Linked DNA regions of Drosophila melanogaster: region 1 is linked to region 2. The links are chromatin contacts, called in public Hi-C maps. All regions are on one chromosome and are shown on one strand. Each heading gives the region's core, a stretch centred on a gene start, on an enhancer-like site or on the middle of the called end of the contact. The rest is flanking DNA. Distances are from core to core; before and after follow the strand shown. Region 1 holds the start of puf (puffyeye). Region 2 holds the start of Epg5 (ectopic P-granules autophagy protein 5).

What was found. Hi-C and Micro-C count contacts between places; a contact is called where the count stands out from the background.
Region 1: a Hi-C map of the Kc167 cell line shows a contact between it and region 2, with 4 times the contacts expected there. The contact joins the promoter of puf here to the promoter of Epg5 in region 2. A contact is called at or near these places in 16 of 107 Hi-C or Micro-C datasets (the D17-c3 cell line, the Kc167 cell line, the ML-DmBG3-c2 cell line and 7 more).

Annotation. Positions count from the first base shown.
Region 1 is chr3R:24,647,536-24,652,301 of dm6, reverse strand. It overlaps puf (puffyeye), which reads left to right and starts at 2,259. Exons shown (of 20, transcript NM_170158.3): 1 at 2,259-2,658; 2 at 2,757-3,794; 3 at 3,912-4,623; 4 at 4,700-4,766. The coding sequence starts at 2,616. It overlaps ash2 (absent, small, or homeotic discs 2), which reads right to left and starts at 2,177. Exons shown (of 7, transcript NM_176558.3): 1 at 1,958-2,177; 2 at 1,713-1,897; 3 at 1,308-1,652; 4 at 61-441. The coding sequence starts at 2,073.
Region 2 is chr3R:18,756,380-18,761,158 of dm6, reverse strand. It overlaps Epg5 (ectopic P-granules autophagy protein 5), which reads left to right and starts at 2,286. Exons shown (of 15, transcript NM_142495.4): 1 at 2,286-2,418; 2 at 2,467-3,191; 3 at 3,246-3,531; 4 at 3,594-4,054; 5 at 4,113-4,340; 6 at 4,403-4,779. The coding sequence starts at 2,389. It overlaps CG7720, which reads left to right. Exons shown (of 11, transcript NM_142496.4): 7 at 5-164; 8 at 242-460; 9 at 516-894; 10 at 961-1,103; 11 at 1,217-1,923. The coding sequence ends at 1,691.

The DNA of each region.
Region 1 (4,766 bases), core at 1,010-3,509, 5.9 Mb before region 2:
AGATAATCAATATAACTATGATTTCTTCAGGGAACTATATATATCTATATATAACGTTACAGTGTGTGGCTCGGACCATGCAGTAACCACGTTCGCCCGTCACCGCCAACCGATCCTCGCTTATTTTCAGCTGTGGTGCCCGATCATGCAGCGCCAGGAGCACAGAATGTGGCACCAGGATGCGGTAGAGCCAGCCGGGGATAGGTTTGCCAGCCCAATCGGAGCTCTCGTCGAACTCCTGACGAAATGGAGCATGTGGATCCGGTTCGGCGAGTATATAACGATAGCCATCCTTGTTGAAGGGGTGTTCCAATGGATAGCCATGCGGTGGCAACTTTACATTGGCCGTAATATCGGAACTGGGCCGACCCTTCTTGCCCGTGGGACCCGAATCCGTGCCGGGAAATTTCCTTTTCTGTCGATTGTTTTTGGAGAGGGAAGCTGGAAGCATGTGGATCAATCATTAGTTACAAATCCAATAATAGACATGTATTGTGGAAATATAAAAACAGCTAATGCGTGATAGTAATAGTGGAGTAGATCTTGGGGCGTATCTGCAATGCTTCCAGAAGGAGCTATCCCCAAGGAAATTCGTTCACCAAGGAAATTGATTGCTGGGACATATGTAGATGAATGGGCAAAGTTCGGGTCGGTGCTGTTTCCGGGCTTACACTCCTCGTCCGTAAAAGATGACGCCATCGCGGAGGGAGAATGAGCAGGAGCAGAAGCAGGACCCGGTCACAATGGAACTGAAGGAGCGGGGGCCTTGCAATTGCGTAGTGCTCAAAATCAAATCGCAATCAATTCCCCCGAAAGAGCACCACACACACGCACACTGAGACACTGGCGAAGTGTTCCAAGCGTAACTATTTGTTTGTAATGAATGAGCCAAGTTGAGCGCGCCTCTGCCAGCCCCACCCCACCCCACTTCGCCCCGCCCACAATCTGACTACGTGGGGCTCTCTCTCTCTCTCTCTCTTTCTCTGTGTGTGTGCAAATCTGAAACTACGATCCGCATTGCGATTTTGTTAGTTGTTGTTGTTACTTTACTCTGGCAAACACTTGCGAAAGAGCGTGCGAAAGGAAGCGGCGATAAATAGGGGGAGCGAATAGGCAGCGGAATAGGCGACACAAAAACCACTGTGCCAAAATCAGCTGGTCGAACAGTGTTGCCAATTTGGCCGCCAAAAGATAATTCATTTAGCTTTCTACCACTGAGCGTTCGATAACACATGGGGTCAAGTTTTTAGCATTCAAATTATAGACTTCAAATCGATTTAAATGTCTATCATCTTATTTACACTCACCTTGAGTATATCCATCGTCGGTGAGTCGCAGGGCGCCGCTCTTGCTCATGCTCTCGTAGTTGGGCTTGATGATTCGCAGATCCTGATGGAATAGTCCGTACATGGCGCCATGTTCCGCATGCTCCTCGTAGGTGAACAGGGTCTGCACATCCTTGACCAAAGATCGCTGGACGGTGCTGTACCAGGACTGGGTGAGTCTGCGTGGCATGGTGGTCATGGCCTCCCAGTACTGTTCGATGTACGGTATGATCTCCTTGTCCTTGCTAAACTGAATCTGGCGACGTCCGTCCCTGGAAGCCGCCTGCTGCATGTTGGCAATGGCACAGTGGCACATCTGGGATATGGCTGGAAGTGGATATTGTTATTATCAAGAGGGATAAATGTGCGGGGCTTCTTTGCACTTACTAGCCTGGCTCTTGCGAAAGCTCTCCAATCCGCTGGCAGAGCAATTTTTACAGACGAACACATAGTTGGTGATGAAGGGCAGAAGTTTACCCTTACCAAGCTGGTAGGAAACGCAGGTCTCGTGCACCCAGCGTGAACAGGTGGCACACAGCAGCTCCACAATATTGAGATTGCGCTCCTTGCCGCTAAAAACAATGTCAATAGAAGGGAGCCGGCCAAGCAAAAAACCCATACAAAGAGCTCACCAGTAACAAACGCCGGCTGCGGAACGCGTTTCCTGCGATTTATCCTCCTCCGCAGTGAAGTTCACCTCGGAGCTGGACTCTGTCGGCGAGCTTGTGTCCATTTGGCTGTCCTCCATTGCAGTGATAAAGGTTTTCAGTCAACAATTAGCATGTAAACAAATATTAGCGGCCCGCAAGAAATTCGGTGGCTGGCCAGAGTGACCGTTGGCGGGCAAACACATGGTGCGTTTGCAAATACCAGAACGTCGCCAAAGAGCGATAAACGATAGACGACAACATTTAGAGCACACAGCCTGACAACCCTGCCCCTGCCTCTTCGCTCCAACTCTGGCTCTTGCTTCGATTGTAATTGTATATATATATATCCCTACCATATATATATGTCCGAGTGTAGAATTATCATTTTTTTGTTGCCGAAAAACAGTGTTCCGTGTTGAGAGGCGAGGGCGCCATCCTAAATGGCATTGCACGACCGCCGGGAGCGAGCCGAGCGACCAACGAATAGCAAGAAGAGCAAGTGCCCGCAACTCAGACCGTGACTCCGCCAGCGTATCCCAGACTCCGACTACTCTCCATAGACGGCCAGGAGTCGTCGCCGCTGGCAAGGCGGCCCTAACCCCTGGAAGCTACCGATTCGGTGTGCAGCTAGTGGAGCACCATGTGCGAGGTGTGCGCCGACTTCCAGAATCTCCTGGAGCTCTGTAAGTGAAAAGTGCACTGCGAAAAAAAAATAGAATGAAGACGAACACCGGAGCCCCTGCCCCCTGCTTACACATAGTATTCCGAATTCCTTTTGCAGATGAGGTGCGCGTGGCCAGCTCGGATCTGAAGTTCCAGCTGCTGCTGAAGAGCGAGATCGAGACCACCTTCAACTACATCCAGTCGTGGCCGCAGCGTCAGTGCATGTGCCTGTACCGGGACACCAAGAACTATGACCGTTTCAACCTGGTAGTGCAGTCGCTCATCTGTCTGACGGTGCAGCATCTGAAGCACATCGACCACCTCATCGACAACTACAAGCGGCTAACGGCCAGTGCTGCCCAGGTGGTGGCCCAGGCCCAGCAGCAGCGTGAACAGCAGCGGGACGAAGCGTCAGCCCAGGCAGAGGCAAAGGAATCATCCGCGCCAGCGGAAGAACCTAAGAAGGAGGAGCCATCTGGGTCCGCCGGTGAGGAGGCTCAGGGCTCCGGCGACGGGCCAGCCAAAAAGCCGCCAGTTGGCCCCTGCACTCCCCCTCCCCCGCAAACGGCCAATCCTCAGCACAAATCCCACCTGCAGTACACAGAGGAGCCCTGGATCCTGCCCGAGGTGGAGAAACTGTTGGTGCTCGTTTCAAAGGTGTTCCTGCTCAACTTCCCGCTGTACATCGCCCACAAACATGGCATGCACTCTCGGCTGGACGACCTGCAGGCTGAGGAGGCCCACCACCTGGCCCTCATCTGCGATCTTCACGACAACGACCTGCCCATCTATCTGCTGCGGAATGTGAGCCTGTTCTGCAACTCGGGCGGCTTTGGCGCCATGTCGCTGTGCTTCGAACATCCCGATCTGCCAGTGTCCACCGCTCACTCGATGACCGCTGCCGTCTCAAATGTGAAACTTTGGCTGAACTATCACTGTAATACTCAGCTCTTCGTGCCGCTGCGAAGTCGGATACTGCAGTACATGTGCAAGCTGTCGGATCAGAGCCTCCGATCTGCCGCAACCCGCGCGATGGCCGATTTTGTGTGGTCCTCTATGCGAGACCCACTGGATGTTGCTGTCAACTTCGACACCGAAGGATTGGCCCTGGCCTTTAAGTACTTCACATCGACCACGCTAACCATGCGACTGGCAGGTATGTCCTACGATGTTGACATACTTAATTAGGACATTTCGAATAATGCTGAAATATTATATTTATTTATCAATAAATATTATATAATAAGAGTAAATGATTTCAAATATTTTCCAGGCATGGCCCAGATCAACGCACACATTAATCTATTTAACGAGATCTGCACCACCGAAACGGTCAACGAAGTGGAGCTGTTCGGGCAGCGCATCGCGAACTGGCTGACTGAAAATCATATTGTACAGCACCTGTTTGGCCCGAATCTGCACGTAGAAATCGTTAAACAGGCACACGTGCTGCTCAACTTTTTGGCGGTAGAGAACCAGATCTCTGAAGAGGACATCAAGCTGATCTGGCAAGCCACCCAGCTGAAGCACTGCTCAAAGACGATCTTCGACATCCTGCCTTCGCTGGTGAAGAATCTGACCCCGCGCCCGGCAATGCACCTTTACTCCCTCCTTTGCCGCATGGATCCCAAGGAGCACACTGAGCAGAGCATATACATAGCCTCAGCGCTAACAAAACAGCTGTGGACTCGTGATACCTCACGCAGTCAGATGAACCTGATGCAAGACCACCTGCTGGGGTCCAACGTCACCGCTTCCAGCTCTGACAGCGGCAGCATTGAGGGCAGCAACACAGAGGACGACCACGTGGGCGCCGACGACAGTAGCATTGCCAGCGGTGGCGGCGGCGGAGGTGTTGGTAACAAGAGTCCAATCGATGGAGTTACTCCATGCAAGCAGGCCCGGCACAGGCGGCACATCTGTGACCCCACCACCGAGAAGGGAAAGCAAATAAGTCCCGAGGATATGGCCAAAGTAGACTTGGTGTAAGTAAAATAGTTCTTCTTAAAATCTGAAATGTATTGACGTAATAAGTAACACCTATTTTACCAATTTACGCAGGAACAAACGGATTGTGAACATTATCGACAACACAAGCAGTGAAGAGGAGCTGCAATCGCGGGCCGCA
Region 2 (4,779 bases), core at 1,037-3,536:
TCAGGACGTCTCAACTTTTGGAACTTCACGGGCGATATGACTGTCAGAGTGGATACCACATCGGCTTGGCTGGGCCAACTGTTCATGTCCCTCTCCCAGATCGGCTGTCAGCAGAACTTTATGCAGCGTTATGTCAGCCTCAAGTCGCTCAAGCAAGTGCGTCGGTAAGTGACTATCTTCGGCGAACCACCTATTAACGAAAATCTATTAATTAATTAAAAAATCTTATCTGATTTTGCAGAGTTATGCTGACCAATGTGCCTTTGGTCTTCTTCTTCTTTTCCATCTCCTGGATCTCTGGCATGGTCATCTATTCCACGTACATCAACTGCGATCCCTACGCCGAGGGCTACATTAAGAAACCCGATGAGATTCTGCCATTCTTTGTGGAGGATCAGCTCGGTTTTCTGCCCGGTTTCGTGGGCATTTTCATGGCCACTCTGTTCAATGGCGCCCTTTGGTAAATAGCTCACATTCTCACAAAGTTCTTTCACTAATCCAAGCTAACATTCCAGCATGATGGTGTCGAATCTGAATTCATTGGCAACGGTTATTTGGGAGGACTTCATCTCACAGTTGCCGAAATTCAAGGGACTCTCCGACAAACAGCAGCTACGAATTCTGAAGTCGATCACTGTCGTCTGTGGACTGATTATTATGGGCGTGGCCTTTGGAGTTGGTCTGCTGGCGGGCGTTATTGAGTCCTCGCTGCTGGTGTTCTCGGCCACATCGGGTCCTTTGTTGGGTTGCTTCATCCTGGCCATGATGGTTCCGATTGCGAATTGGAAGGGCACCTCCGCCGGCATGGTCACCGCCTGCGCCTTTGTGCTTTGGATCATTGGCGGTGGCATGACCGTTACCAAGGACAATCCCCTGCTGCCCACCTCCACAGATGTGGGTTTTTAAAGCATTTCCGTTTTAAGCTTGATGCCTAATACTTTGCTTCTTTACAAAATGTAGGGCTGCACCAACGATACCTTCGCGCAGTCCATTGGCAAGCCCATCGTGGAACAGGGACAGATGCCCTGGCTGTTGTCGCACACGCCTATTGATGGTTTCAACCAGAGCTTTGTGCCCACACAGCCCACAATTGCACCTGAAAGGTGAGATAATTTAATTATTCTAAAAGTATTGCGTAAGATAGTACGTCACCTGGTGAAAATGTGCACTAGAACTTTGTTATCCTGATATTAATGTACGCTTAATTCCAATGCAGATCCGGACTGGAGACCTTCTACTCGATCAGCTTCATGTACTACAGTTTAATTGGCACGGCACTGACCGTGATCATTGGCACAGTGATCAGCTTGCTGACTCAGCATCCGGATGACGCCTACGACGGCAAGCTGCTGCATCCGTTGATCTTTCGGCTGTGCGAGCGTTTCTCCGGCCGAAAGCCGTACTACGTGAAGCACGAGGAGGAGTCCGGACTGAATGGGCGGAGCAGCAGTGACTCCTCGGCCACGACAACCACATGCAAGGCGGAGAAGGTGAATCACGGCTACGAGTCCTCGCCGGAGGACAAGGAGAAGAGCAGTCCCATCGCCGTGGTATTCACCACCTCCGAGGGAACGGGATCAGCAGGGGATCAGCAGTCGATATGCGACAGCAGTAGGATCCAATTGGACATTGTGCCGGGCGAGGGCGAAACGGGAGTGTATCGCCAACTGGCCGGGCGATCTGCGCTCTGAGGGTTAACTATGTTGCATACGTAGATAGTCTGACCCTAAAACTTAGTCCGTAGTACGTAAGCTAAGCCGTAGAATAGAGCAAGTTAGTTAGCCAAGTGTTTCATGTCTATAAAGATGCTGTGATTTTCTGTGCGCGACTGTTGTTGAGCAATTGCTCGCGCATTTCATTCGCATGTACTTAACGCATATGTGTGTGCGTGTCAGCATGCAATAAATAAAGACAAATAAACGTATTTTTTATAAAAAACAAACACAAAGAATTACATTTCTAACGTCAATTTTTACTTTTCGCGCGCTGAAACTTTCTAAACTTGGCCAGTGCTGCCCATCAAATTGGTCTATCGATAACTGCGATGACCAGGGCAACGAGAGTGCAGCGTGAGTCACGACTGTTACGTGACGTAAGTTAAGCGGGGAATGAAGTGGATTTGTAATTAGATATCCAAAGTATAAGCATGAATATAAAAATATAAAATAAGCTGTTTAGGTATTTTACCAAGCATTGTATTTGACATAAACATGAATTTTAAAGCAGCTTTATTTACTCGTGAGCCATCGTGACTGCTCCCAGCTGTTCTCCGGTTTCTCCCATCACTATTATATTTATGGGTCTTTTTGTTTGGCGTTTTTGCGGCCCCCCAAAGAATGCGAAAATAAAACGCAAAAAGTCTGATCCCTAAGCAATCAAACGTACAACATGGCCACGTTGGAGAAGCCCAAAAAGGAGGTGAGTCGTGGGCAGTAAAAAGTAACGAACCTAATAATGAAATTGCAGAAGAGCAAAAAGTCTCGCAACAGAGTGCCGATCGAAAAAGAGGAAGAGGAACCTGCTGAGTTATCAACAAGTGAAGAACAAAGACCAGCGGAGAATGTGTCTCTGTTGGAGGAATTCGAGCGCGTTGCGACCTTGGCCAGCAGTTCCAGTGGCGAGGCAATCATAAGCCACGAGTGCTGCATTTCCAGCGATGTAGGAGTAACGTCGCAAGAGCCAGAAGGAACACAGGAACCCACAGAAACGGAGGCCCAACCCAGTGCTCCAAGTGCCCCGCCCTCGACGACCGTTCACGTCGTTCAGTATCCCAACCTGCAGCCCATGCAGCTGTCCAACGCCCAAGTGGAGGAGCATTCCGCTAAGATCGTGTACCGACAGGCGGAGTCGCCCACCGGTTTCGCGCTAGCCAGGAGTCACATTAAGCTATTGAGCACGGAGGAACTGCGGCAAATTTACGATTGTCCCGAGCTGGAGCTGGCCAAGCAATTTGAGTTGGAGTTTCTAATGAACTCATTGCTGGAGACCAGCGAGGCGGATCCCCTGTATGCGGCTGTTATGGAATACTATGAACTGCAGGGAAAGATCACCTCCAATCTGCACGATGTAGAGAAGCTGCGCAAGGGCTGCGCCGAGTCCCAAAAACAAATCTGGGTCCGACAGCCAGTTACACGCACTTTCAGTGGAACCTGCGGCGATGGCAATGTGGTCCAGGAATGCGTCACCTACGAGTGAGTCAAGTCTTACCTCCATCATGGAATTGCTTACCGAAATGTCTTTTCCAGTGTGATACAGGTGGATCCCATTAAACTAGAAGTGGCCAAGACGTCTTTAACTGGCCTATATGACCTGGTGTGCCACGCGTATACGAATAACTCGATTACAGCCAAGATAACCAAAGTAAAGGTTGACCAAATCATCAATGATCTGCTGACCTATCCCAATTTGGATGGCCATTCGGTGGTTTCATTACATCACACACAATCTGGAGAGGCACTGCAGTGCGTTTCCCAACTAAGGCGAGCTATATCCATACTTTTCAGCTTCGTTCGCAGACCCAGTCCAAATGCAGTAAATCAATACTTTAAAGTTAAGAGTGAGAGAACATATCTAATATCTTTTTACCCTCTCAGAATTTCGACAAAGACCTCAAGGAATGGCTGCGCAAGCTGATTGCTCTGCAATTGTTGCTGGCAACGAGAGAGGATCACTGGTTCCTTCTATTTAACATCCTGCGCTGTCCCAATGGAGTCGGCTCCTGGGCTGCCCAATTCCTGCAACTGCCGGGAACGCGAGCAGTGCGCCGTGGTTCCCAACAGAACGAACTGCCACTTGACCTAAACTCGCCCGAACTTAACCACTGCATGGCTGTGCTGCAGATTTTGCTGATGCCCGTGAAAAAACGAAACGAATATCTCAAGAGTCAGGCTCAAGCTCACCGCGAACTTTCCGATACGCCGGGAGCCACTGATCGCTGGATAGTGGTGGATTCCGATGGCGAGGACTCGCACACACCCGCCGGCGAATGCGTAGGTCTGAAGGAAAGTGACCTGGTCGCCCTGCTCAACCAGATGCCTTTCGAGAAGATCTTTACGTGAGTTCGATTGTCTGCATGTGTAATTTGATTAGGTTCTAAAAAATCTAATCCTTAGCTCGGCCCTGCGCATTGAAAAATTTCTAGACGACTACATTATCGAACCGGATATGATCACGGCCCAGCAAATGCTCGCCGTGGTAGTGTTTTTTTCCCAACTGGTCAAGACAATCGGTGAAGGATTGCTGACCTACAATAACGAGCGATATAAGCAGCTGGCCAAACGACTTGGTCGTCTGGTCCGACATACTCTGCAATACGTGTTTGATTACAACGAACTGTTCATGTGAGTAGAGTAGATCACCTAATGTTAATTTATTATTTCTTATCTACTTAATTACCGCGCAGTAACAACAACCTTTATAAATCCTCCGAGATGTACGAGCGCATCCAAGTGGAATTACAAGCCCTACTTGTACGTGCTTGTGGCTACATCTACCGCACCCGAAACCTGGGCACATGGCAATACTTTTCCACGCTGCCCTTCGGCACCTTGGATGCAGAGGTTATCTGGCACTTGTTTTACTATCTAAATGTGGGTTTCCCCACGGATTTGGCCAACGATTTAGTGAGCAATGCGGAAGCAGCCTTTCAAGCGGAAGATTTCTGGCGGAAATTCGATCTAGCGAATGCCGATGTGGCGCCCGAGGATATGTACTACCTTCTGCAGACATTCTTTGAGATGGCCAATGAACGAAATCGATCTAAGGATGGAAGTCTCGTCA